Regions from separate parts of the Macaca mulatta genome. Here region 1 is linked to region 2. A link is a contact called in public Hi-C data. All regions are on one chromosome and are shown on one strand. Each heading gives the region's core, a stretch centred on a gene start, on an enhancer-like site or on the middle of the called end of the contact. The rest is flanking DNA. Distances are from core to core; before and after follow the strand shown.

What was found. A called contact is a pair of places that touch in the nucleus more often than the background predicts.
Region 1: a contact with region 2 is called in a Hi-C map of fetal cortex germinal zone, with 3 times the contacts expected there. The contact joins two enhancer-like sites. A contact is called at or near these places in 6 of 14 Hi-C or Micro-C datasets (CD4 T cells, blood, cortical neurons and 3 more).

The regions. Positions count from the first base shown.
Region 1 is chr7:18,396,327-18,401,959 of T2T-MMU8v2.0, forward strand. All of the region lies in intron 24 of INO80 (INO80 complex ATPase subunit), which reads right to left. Among named protein-coding and RNA genes, the nearest start is that of CHAC1, 80 kb to the left of the region's middle. Within about 2 kb of position 2,340, at least 3 of the 40 cell types and tissues checked have an H3K27ac peak or open chromatin away from gene starts, as enhancers often do. A contact at or near this core is called in fetal cortex germinal zone, where this site is marked.
Region 2 is chr7:18,266,588-18,272,737 of T2T-MMU8v2.0, forward strand. It overlaps LOC144329841 (a long non-coding RNA gene), which reads right to left. Exons shown (of 5, transcript XR_013395509.1): 5 at 3,336-6,150. It overlaps VPS18 (VPS18 core subunit of CORVET and HOPS complexes), which reads left to right. Exons shown (of 5, transcript NM_001257653.1): 5 at 715-1,910. The coding sequence ends at 1,440. Among named protein-coding and RNA genes, the nearest start is that of VPS18, 11 kb to the left of the region's middle. Within about 2 kb of position 4,439, at least 13 of the 40 cell types and tissues checked have an H3K27ac peak or open chromatin away from gene starts, as enhancers often do. A contact at or near this core is called in fetal cortex germinal zone, where this site is marked.

The DNA.
Region 1 (5,633 bases), core at 1,090-3,589, 130 kb after region 2:
GGATCATTACAAAGATTAGTAGGCTAGGTGTCAGACTGTTCTTCTAATATTGAATAACTAGGAGGAAAAAGGTAAAAAGATGTAGCCATGTGTTTTGTTTGTTTCCTGAAAGTGACATCAGCAATAGCCCATCTTGCTCCCTCATTAGGTTGGAGAGATGGCAAGTCTAGCAACTTGCTCATTACGGCCAGCTAAGTAGTAGTCCAGGGCTGCCAGTTGGGACATCCACTGTCAATCAGACCATTCCTGGGCAGATGGCTGAGGTAGCAGCAGTAGCTGACCTAAAGACTTCTGAATTCTTACTAACTTCTGCAGACCAGCAACTAAATAATGTCTCTGTCAGGGATCACATGAAATCATCTTCATTTTGAGTACTCTAAAATGGCAAAATTCAACAGAAACCTGTTTCTTACTTTGTTCCAATAATATAAAGGTAGAAAATAAAAGAATGAACATTTCCTCCAATTATCTTCTCTTCAGCACTGTAGTTATTAGTAAGAAAAGAATATAGGCCGGGCGCGGTGGCTCAAGCCTGTAATCCCAGCACTTTGGGAGGCCGAGACGGACGGATCACAAGGTCAGGAGATCGAGACCATCCTGGCTAACCCGGTGAAACCCCGTCTCTACTAAAAAATACAAAAAACTAGCCGGGCGAGGTGGCGGGCGCCTGTAGTCCCAGCTACTGGGGAGGCTGAGGCAGGAGAATGGCGTAAACCCGGGAGGCGGAGCTTGCAGTGAGCTGAGATCCGGCCACTGCACTCCAGCCTGGGCGACAGAGCGAGACTCCGTCTCAAAAAAAAAAAATAAAAATAAAAAAATAAAAAAAAAAAAAAGAAAGAAAAGAATACAACTCACCACAGGGAGTTCTTTTAACAAAGCACATTATTTGTTATCACCTTTCTGGAAAAAGTCTGACTAGCAACATTCTATTCCCAAGGGTGGTCATTCCCAAATTAGAACACATTCATTTATTTTTATTTTTGGGACAGAGCCTCTCTCTGTCAACCAGGCTGGAATGCAGTGGCACGATCTCAGCTCACTGCAACCTCCGCCTTCCCAGGTTCAAGCAATCTCCTACCTCAGCCTCCTGAGTAGCTGGGCCTACAGGTGTGCACCACCATGCCTTTAATTTTTGTATTCTTAGTAGCGATGGGGTTTCGCCATGTTGGTCAGGCTGGTCTCAAACTCCTGGCCACAAGTGATCCCCTCTCCTCAGCCTCCCAAAGTGCTGGGATTATAGGCATGAGCCACCATGCCCGGCCAACATTCACTTATTTTATTTCATTTTTTTTGGGGACTGAGTCTCGCTCTGTAGCCCAGAATGGAGTGCAGTGGCGTGATCTTATCTCACTGCAACCTCCGCCTCCACGGTTCAAGTAATTCTCCTGCCTTAGCCTACTGAGTAGCTGGGATTACAGGTGTGTGCCACCACACCTGGCTAATTTTTGTATTTTTAGTAGAGACAGGGTTTCACCATGTTGGCCAAGATGGTCTCAAACTCCTGACCTCATGATCTGTCCACCTTGGCCTCTCAAAGTGCTGGAATTACAGGCGTGAGCCACTGCACCCGGCTCATTCACTTATTTTTTATGAGCTGGGTTAAAACAGTATTCTCATTGAAGTTGCTAAGTCAAGGTGATGTATAGTTTTCTGATTCCAGGTTTTAAAAAGTAGTAACAATGTTCAAAATGCTCAACATATAGCCTCAGCTTTAGAGAAACCCTGACTACTCCTAGAATGTTTTACCCAATATATACTTTTCTAGATTCTTTTCTCTTAACATTAGTTCCATCAAATCTGGTTTAGTATATGTGAACCTTGGTACCAACACACTATCCAATTTCCCTTCACGTAGCAACATGAACTGCTAGACATTGCTAGATAATGAAAAATGTATGCCTGACATGGAAGAATACAAAGAATACCTTAAGCAATATTGTGGATGGAAAAGAAAGTTTGTCCATTACTTCTTTAATCTAACTTAGCCATGAAAGAAAGAAGAAAAGACATAGAGAAGGGAAGAGGGAGAAAGAAAGAAGGAAAGGAGGGGAAGGAAAAGAAAGAGGGAAGGAGGGAGGGAAGGAGAGAGGGAGGGGAGGAAGGAGAAGGAAGGAAGGGGAAGGAAGGACGGAAGAAGGGAGGGAGGGAGGAAGAATGCCATACTATGGGGAATCTGACTTGGTTTTCACATGGTCACAGCTCTTGCTATTCTTTTGTCCCTTTCTCATGCTCTTGAATGTCTCATTACCCTGGAAGCACTGGCAGCTGTGTGCGTCTTGCCGCCAAGACTATAATATGCACACAGTAGTGAAGTTAGGCTTTTCTAAAGACTCTTTTCGCACCACACAAAAGTCTCAAGTGAAAATAAGCAGGCCAGGATGACAGGCTCCACAGCTGCACACTCCTTGCCACAGCACAGCACAGAAAACACACAGATGTTTTTCCCTCAGACCTAGACTTACTCATTTAATAAAAGGCCATGCTTTGTGCTACATGTTTTGTTTAAAATTAAAAATGCTTATGTTAAAAATTTAGGTCTCCATTACTCAAAATTAGCTTTCTACATCTTTTCTTAAAGAACATGTCAAATTTAGATACAGAGGAAAAAGTTTCACTTTAAATGAAATAGTAGTGTCGATAAATCAGCTCTTAGATTACACTGATTCTACTTTCATGGATACTTTAAGCATCCAAACAAAAAGGGGGAAAATTAATGCAGACAAACACAATAGTTTCCCAGAGTTTTCCATAAGGGGCATCTGTAGCACTTACGATCTTAGGAAATGATGATAGATACAGATACTATAGCTGAAAATTAACATTTAGTGGAAGAGTTTTTGAAAACTTCCTGTTTGGGTGAATCTTCATCAATAGCCTGTCAAAAAAACTCTAAGGATTTAATACAGAATAGTGTTTAAAACTTAACACATGCCACTCTTTTCAAAACAACTCTATATTTAGAACCTTTGTGTATTTTAAATTGCAAAATCTGAAATGTCCCCAATTTTTATAAGTCGCTTGACTCACTAGAGCTGTAGAGTATACAAAACGTTCAACCGGGCGTAGTGGCTCATGCCTGTAATCCCAGCACTCGGTGGCCGAGGAGGGCGGATCACGAGGTCAGGAGTTTGAGACCAGCCTGGCCAACATAATGAAACTCCGTCTCTACTAAAAATACAAAAATTAGCCAGGTGTGGAGGCATGTGTCTATAGTTCCAGTTACTCAGGAGGCTGAGGCGGAAGAATCGCTTGAACCCGGGAGGCGGAGGTTGCAGTGAGCCGAGATCATGCCATTGCACTCCAGCCTGGTTGACAGAGACTCTGTCTCAAAAAAAAAAAAAAAAAAAAAAAAAAGTTCAACACATACTATGCATAAGTAGACCATTACCATGACAACAGTTTCAATGAGACAGACAGGAGACAGAATCAATACTGGTACTGTACTCTGTGTCTGCCAACCATCATTTTTAATTTTTAACATGACATTTAATTGGAATAGACTCAAATCTGTTCTACCCTAAGAAAGATAACTAAATGGTATATTTATGACAGCCTCTCTTTTTTGTCTTTATTCTTCTAAGCAAAGTAAGATTTTCTTTTCTATCTCTGCTGCCTGAATAAGATTTTTTTTTTTTTTTGAGACACGATCTCGTTACCCAGGCTGGGGTGCAGTGGTGTGATCATAGCTCACTGTAATCTCAAATTCCTGGACTCAAGTGATCCTCCCACCTCAGCTTCCTTGAGTAGAGAGACAGAGTGAGACACTGTCTCAAAACAAACAAACAAACAAACAAAATCACACTCTTTACTGCAAAACAGTGTAAGAAAATAACTCTGGCCAAGGTACCATAGTGCAGGGAAGGTGTGTGAAAGTTTTGACCCAAATCTATTCCTTCTTGAAATTCTTAACAGCAAAGCAGGGTAGAACACAAGAAAATTAAGTAGAATACAGGGAGCCATGCTAGTTTTTGTTCTACAAACGTAAGAGAAGAAAGTATCTGAAAAGCATTCACATCAATTAAGAGATTTTTAAAAAAACCCAAAACTTTATCCAAAACATCCCTAAGTATCAACTGATCTGTGTCTGTAGCCTAGTTCTTAGTTTCTTGATATTTATGTATCATCCTGAAGCTAATAATACAAAAATGGTACTTCTTTGGATTCTGTAACAAAAAAAATTCATATTTTGTCTTTACCGTAGGGTGGGTGAGGGCAAGGGTTTTAGAGGCACATTATGGGGTTGGGGGAGGTGGGGAGAGGAGAGTTTCTCGCTGTTTGGATTCATTCCTTTCCCTGGGGAGTAAGAGAAGAAGGGAAGGACTGGGTTAGACTGCTGAATATGGCTCAGGTAGTATGTGACCTCACACAGCTTAGTAAGACCAATATGATAACATGTAGCTAAGTGAACACTCATCTGTCTCCACCAGAGGAGAAAAACAAAGCCTTTACCTTGATCTGATGACAGGAAGCTGTATTTAGGAGACAGGCTACAGGAACAGTATATCTCTCTTTATAAAACAAATAAAGGCATAGAAGGAAACAGAATGAAAAATTGTCTGCCTTAAGAGACAAAGCTAAAAATGGGGAAATTAATTCAAAACTAGCGTGTTAGCTCCAAAGGAGCTTTAGTCTAAAATATTATTTGAATTTCGTAAGAGAAAGAATGATGAGACCCCTTCCAACTTTTACATTTCCCCATGTCTCTTCTCAGGTCTGTTGGCTGAAGAATAACCCCAAACTTTTTTTTTTTTTTTGAGACGGAGTCTCGCTCTGTCACCTAGGCTGGAGTGCAGTGGCCGGATCTCAGCTCACTGCAAGCTCCGCCCCCCGGGTTCACGCCATTCTCCTGCCTCAGCCTCCCGAGTAGCTGGGACTATAGGCGCCCACCACCTCGCCCGGCTAGTTTTTTGTATTTTTTAGTAGAGACGGGGTTTCACCGTGTTAGCCAGGATGCTCTCGATCTCCTGACCTCGTGATCCGCCCGTCTCGGCCTCCCAAAGTGCTGGGATTACAGGCGTGAGCCACCGCGCCCGGCCAACCCCAAACTTTTTAAGACTGATCTGGAACATGGAATTTGGGCTCAACTTGCATATTCTTCCATTAAAACCTTGAAACATAATTTGTCTTCATTGGAGAATGGCTTCTCTTCTGCGTTATGTTTCCAAATAATTAAAGTTACATAATCAGAACTAATGTGGCAAATTAAATGAAAATACAGAGTTTGCAATGAAAAGAAAAAAAAATGCTCACAAGGAGTTAGAGTTTATGAGTAAAGAATCCCTGCTGAAAATAAAACCTCGTTATTATACTATAGTTACTATTTTTCCCAGCTAACGTTTGCTGTGAAGAAACACGGGTAACAGAGCACAAAGAGAGAGTCCAAAATCCTTTCTAGTTGAAAAACTGGTTGAGAACTAGTACTACAGTCAGAACCCATCTACAGTCTAAGCCAGAATCTCAGAACAGGAAATCCAAAAGAAATTTCATAATGAAATATCTGATACAATGGGATTAGCCTGGAAATAAGGGGCTGTGGTAGTTTTATATGGCCACAAATTCCTTGGCCAGGTGCGATGGCTCACACCTAATCCCAGCACTCTGGGAGGCTGAGGCAGGGGAATCCCTTGAGACCA
Region 2 (6,150 bases), core at 3,189-5,688:
CAGCCTCCTGAGTAGCTGGGACTATAGGTGCCCGCCACCACGCCCGGCTAATTTTTTTGTATTTTTAGTAGAGATGGGGTTTCACTGTGTGAGCCAGGATGGTCTCGATCTCCTGACCTTGTGATCCGCCTGCCTCGGCCTCCCAAAGTGCTGGGATTATAGGCGTAAGCCACTGCGCCTGGCCTCCCAGGTGATTTCTAACTTCACTAAAATTGGAGCCATACTACTCTTTTTTTTTTTTTTTTTTTTTTTTTTTTTGAGACGGAGTCTCGCTCTGTCACCCAGGCTGGAGTGCAGTGGCCGGATTTCAGCTCACTGCAAGCTCCGCCTCCCGGGTTCACGCCATTCTCCTGCCTCAGCCTCCGGAGTAGCTGGGACTACAGGCGCCCGCCACCTCGCCCGGCTAGTTTTTTGTATTTTTTAGTAGAGACGGGGTTTCACCGGGTTAGCCAGGATGGTCTCGATCTCCTGACCTTGTGATCCGCCCGTCTCGGCCTCCCAAAGTGCTGGGATTACAGGCTTGAGCCACCGCGCCCGGCCGGAGCCATACTACTCTTAAGTAGCTTTTACATAGCTGTGGCAGGGGCAGGCCCCCTTGCTTCCGGGAGTGCTGGGAATCCTGCCTCGGGGTCTCTCCTCGGCCATCTCTCTCTCCCATAGTCTCCATGCTGGGCAGGAAGGGGCTTGGCCCTAAAGCTCCTGCTCTCCCCACAGGTGGACGTGGACCTGGCCAAGCAGTGTGCAGACCTGCCCGAGGAGGATGAGGAATTGCGCAAGAAGCTGTGGCTGAAGATCGCACGGCACGTGGTGCAGGAGGAGGAAGATGTGCAGACAGCCATGGCTTGCCTGGCTAGCTGCCCCTTGCTCAAGATTGAGGATGTGCTGCCCTTCTTTCCTGATTTCGTCACCATCGACCACTTCAAGGAGGCGATCTGCAGCTCACTTAAGGCCTACAACCACCACATCCAGGAGCTGCAGCGGGAGATGGAAGAGGCTACAGCCAGTGCCCAGCGCATCCGGCGAGACCTGCAGGAGCTGCGGGGCCGCTACGGCACTGTGGAGCCCCAGGACAAATGTGCCACCTGCGACTTCCCCCTGCTCAACCGCCCTTTTTACCTCTTCCTCTGTGGCCATATGTTCCATGCTGACTGCCTGCTGCAGGCCGTGCGACCTGGCCTGCCAGCCTACAAGCAGGCCCGGCTAGAGGAGCTGCAGAGGAAGCTGGGGGCCGCTCCACCCCCAGCCAAGGGCTCTGCCCGGGCCAAGGAGGCCGAGGGTGGGGCTGCCACGGCAGGGCCCAGCCGGGAACAGCTCAAGGCTGACCTGGATGAGTTGGTGGCCGCTGAGTGTGTGTACTGTGGGGAGTTGATGATCCGCTCTATTGACCGGCCGTTCATCGACCCCCAGCGCTACGAGGAGGAGCAGCTCAGTTGGCTGTAGGAGGGTGTCACCTTTGATGGGGGTGGGCAGTGGGAGCAGCGGCTTGAACCCACTTGGGAAGGCTGCCTCCTAGGCTCTGCTGAGTCATCTTGCAGTTGCCACACTGTGACCATGTTGACGGGAGTAGAGTAGTGCTGTTGGCCAGGAGGTGTCAGGTGTGAGTGTATTCTGCCAGCTTTTCATGCTGTTCTTCAGAGCTGCAGTTATGCCAGACCATTAGCCTGCCTCCTGGTAGAGGCCCTTTACCTGGAGAAGTCAGAAATCTGACCCAATTCCACCCCTGCCTCTAGCAGCTCTTCTGTCCCTGTCATTCCCCATACACATCCTGTTCACCTCGAGAGAGAGAGAGCACCTTCTGTCTGTTCACTCTGTGGCCTCTGGAACTCCAGCTCTTCTGCCTCAGAAGAAGCCTTCTCTTCCACCTGCCTGTAGATGTCCCAGAAGTGAGAAGGCAGCCTTCGAAGTCCTGGGCATTGGGTGAGAAAGTGAGGCTAGTGGGGGCATGCTTTTGTGCACACTGTCTGGGGCTCCAGTGTGAAGGGTGCCCTGGTGCTGAGGGCCTTGTGGAGGATGGTCGGTGATGGCGATGGAGGTGGAGAGCATTAAACTGTCTGCACTGCACTGGTGGCTTTGTGTCGATGCTGGGCCAAGTGGTGTGTGAGTGATCTCCAGGCGGGGCTGGAGTGTCACAGGGAGGCTGCCAGGCCCTACGTGCCCCCACGCCTTGGCACATGGTCCTTCACCTTGTCCCCCAACTCTTCCTCTCCAGGGCTCATTGGGGATTGCAGCCAACCAGCCTGAATTGGGAAGCAGGGGCAGTTCTTCCCTTTGGCCAGCAGATGGTGCTGCTCCCCACAGAATCCTTTGCTTTCGGGCAACTGTGAGCAGTGATTTCTGTCACTCTGTTAGTGCTTGCTTCCTCCCTACGTGTCCCAAGAATTTTCTTGGAGTCAGCCGGGTGTGGTGGGTCACGCCTGTAATCCCAGGACTTTGGGAGGCCAAGGTGGGCGGCTCACGAGGTCAGGAGATCGAGACCATCCTGGCTAACATGGTGAAACCCCGTCTCTACTAAAAAACACAAAAATTTAGCCGGGCGTGGTGGCGGGCGCCTATAGTCCCAGCTGCTTGGGAGGCTGAAGCAGGAGAATGGCGTGAACTCGGGAGGTGGAGTTTGCAGTGAGCTAAGATCATGCCACTGCACTCCAGCCTGGGAGACAAAAAAAAAAAAAAAAAAGAATTTTCTTGGAGTCTCCACTGTCTAACCATAACTTGAAGCCCCTCATTCTTCCTCCCTCGAGTAGCCCTCAGGCATGCTAGACTTTGCTTGCCCCTCTGCCAGTTTGGATCCCTGCCTTCCCCGCTCCTGCCTGGCTTTAAGACAGCCCTGCCACTGTCTGCCATTTAACCACAATGTTGAGGCCCAGCATGAAGGTGAAACTGCTGTGGCCTGTATCCATGGCATCTGGCGGATATGTTTTCTCATCTTGCTCCTGTGACCTGCTCCTCCCCACAAATTACACATCTTTAGTTGTGGCTAAATCCTAGGGAGTCCTGGAGTGTGGCCTCCCCGTGACATCAGCAAAGCACCCTTTGCCCCGTGGACTGGTGTTCACAGTGCACTGCCCAGCTCTGTGGGTGTGATCTATCAGCTGGCAAAACAGTTCCTGCAGTTAGGCCAACATCACTGGCCACTGCAGGCTGCTTTCCCCTCTTCCTAGCCAGGCATGGGGTCTCACACTTGCAGTCTTAGCTACTTGGGAGGCTGAGGAAGGAGGATGGCTTGAGCCCAAGAGGTGAAGCTGCAATGAATTATGAATGTGCCACTGCACTTCAGCCTGGGTGACAGAGCAAGGACCCTCTTTTTTTTTTTTTTTTTTTGAGACGAAGTCTTGCTCTGTCACCCAGGCTGGAGTGCAGTGGTGCAGTTTTGGCTCACTGCAACCTCCGCCTTCCAGGTTCAAGGATTCTGCTGCCTCAGCCTCCTGAGTAGCTGGGATTACAGGTGCACATCACCACGCCTGGCTAATTTTTGTATTTTTAGTAGAGATGGGTTTCACCATGTTGGCCAGGCTGGTCTCGAACTCCTGACCTCAAGTGATCCGCCCACCTCACCCTCCCAAACTGTTTGTATTACAGGCATGAGCCACTGTACCCAGCCAGAACCCTCTTTTTTTGTTTTGTTTTTTTAAAGAATTTTATCTCCTGCAGTATAGGTTGAACTTTGCTGCAGAATTCCCTAACTACTAGAACAAGAGGATCTCTTCATGGCCTCTATTAGCTGAGAGGGCTAATGGGAAGCTGCCCATTTTTGATGACCCCTCAGACTCCCGTCTTCCTCCAAAAGCAGATGTGGGGGAGGGGTCCCGTTGAGTAGAGCGCATCCTAATTCTGTTCTTCGCACTGTCCCAGGAGGTTTGGAGGGCTCCTGCTTCCTTCTCCCCATGTGGCCTAGGCTCCCCTTACACCTACCATAGTCAGCTGAGGGCCCAGGGTCTTTGTCCCCCGACTGTGAGTATAAAGCTTAGCTTGCCTCTGAAGGGGTCACTTTCTTACTTAGAGAAAACAGACTGCGGCCTCTGTCTTTGCACATAATGAGCGCCTAATACATGTTAGTTAAACAAACACTGCCCTATTGCTCCCTGCTCCCAGAAGGCTTGGCTGAAGCAGCCTGGGACACCCCTGCCCCTTCTGTCTTCTCCCAAGCCAGCCCATCTGGTCCTAGGCTGCTTCCTCCTTCCTGGGAAAAGGCCCCAGGCTTCCCTGGCAGGGACAGAATAGGGTTCCGGTGAGTCAGGGCAACGGGAAGCCACAGCTCTTAGATCCCTGGAAGCCAAGCAAGACCTGGAATGGAGAGCGGAGCGGAGGCCCTCAGGACTTTGGCCCTAAGCCTGGGGGAGGGCCAGAGGGGGGTGGGGTGGGGGAGCAGCTGTGTGGGCAGGGGCCAAGATGAATGAGCTACTCCTGGAGCGGTCACTGGAAATAGGAGGAGTGGCCACAGGCAGTGACGCTGGGACCAGGGCAGGAGGCCTGTAAACAAGGAAGCCACCTGGGGGAGACGCAGGGCGGTCACTGGTCCTGGGGAGCAGGTGCTTCCTGAGGCCCGCCCTGGAGAGGGCCCTGGGGGCCGCCCCGCCGAGTCTGCAGCAGGCGCTAGGAGGCGCCGTCTACCGGCTTCCAGAGCCCACCGCTCCCTACCCTGGCTCCCTACCCTGGCTCCCGGGGGTGTGGCCGCCGGAGGGTGTGCCGGCCCAGCGTCCCAGGCCCTGCTGGCCCGGCCTCTCCCTCCCTTCTGTCACCGCAGCCAACTGGCCAAGGGCACCAGCCCTGGAGAGGGCTCAGGGCTCAGCCTGGCCAGCTCGGGTATGAGCTCATTCCCCGAGACCACCAGTTCTAGTTCCTGCCCCTCCCCCAAAGGCTCGGGTCGCAGGCTGGGGCCTGGCACCCACCCCAAAGGTTGGGAGGGGGCTCCGAGGCCATCAGGCTCCAGGCCTCCGTTGGCTCTGCCCCCTGGCGCCAGGGAAACAAAGGTTAGGGGCCCAGAGGGAGTTATCTGGCCCCATCCCCACCGGGTGGGGGAAGGGGGACAAGAGGGGGCGCAGTTCCCCTCCACTCTCCCAGCCGTACTGATTCTTCGAGACACTTTCACAGGCGGAAATTCCCAGAGGTCAGAGGAGGGAAACGGTTAATTCCTTTTATTCAATGGGTCCCCCCTACACGCCTCCCCCCAACTTCCTCCCTCCACTTCCCGCCCCCCCTGTGTGAACAGGAAGTGGAGAGGAAAAGGCTCTGAGCGGAGCAGCTGGGAGCAGGAGGCAGGGAGTGGGCGGCGGGCTTGGTGCCAGCCCTGCCCCTCATGCTTAGTTGCCGGAGGGCCAGGCCAGCCGCGGCCTGGGAAAGAACCTGCAGCCCCGCTGGCGAGTGACAGTTCAACCGGGAAACAGCAATGTCCATGCCCCCTTTCCTTAACCTGCTCCCAGGTTACAGGCTGCTGTCCTCAGGGTGCCAGACATCTTCTGCTCAAGAGCCAGCTGCCCTGGCCACCGCAACCCCACCTCCACCACCAGGCTGGGCATCCCGAGGCTGGCAGGCATCTCTTCAGGCAGCCGCCAGTCCTGGCACTGGCTCCCTCACTCAGCCCCTTGGCCCTGCCAGCCCTTTGAAGCTCACGCAGTGCTTCCTGTTTGGGGCGGGCGATGCCAGGGCCCCTCCCCCACCATTGTTCTAGAGAGACCATAGGTCCATCTGTTGCCCCATGGTGGGGCCCCTAGGCAGTGCCACACGGGAGCAGCACCACAAAGGACCCTGCTGGCAGCTTTGCTTATGTGGGGTGAGACTGGGCCCTGTAGCAGGTTGAGGGTGAATGGTGGTCAGAGGCAGGCCTGGGGCAGGCAGTGGGACAGGATGCTAGAAAGTTCTGGTGTTGGGGCAGCTGGAGCCCTCAGCTTTTTCCTCCGCCTGGAGCATGGAGATGATATTCAGGGAGCCATGCATGCTGAAGCCACCAGGAGAGGCCACCATTCTCATGCCTGGATTCCCAAAAGGAAAACTGAGGCAGAGGGGCAAACTTTGGTCTAGGATGACCAATAAAAGGGCCACAAAATAAGGTTGTCGTTTCAAGGGGATTGGCCCCTCTCCAGATGCCTGGTAATTGGGTGCTTTCCTCTCCCTGAGCAGCTTTACCGTGGCTCAGCTTTCACCTTGAACCAGCCC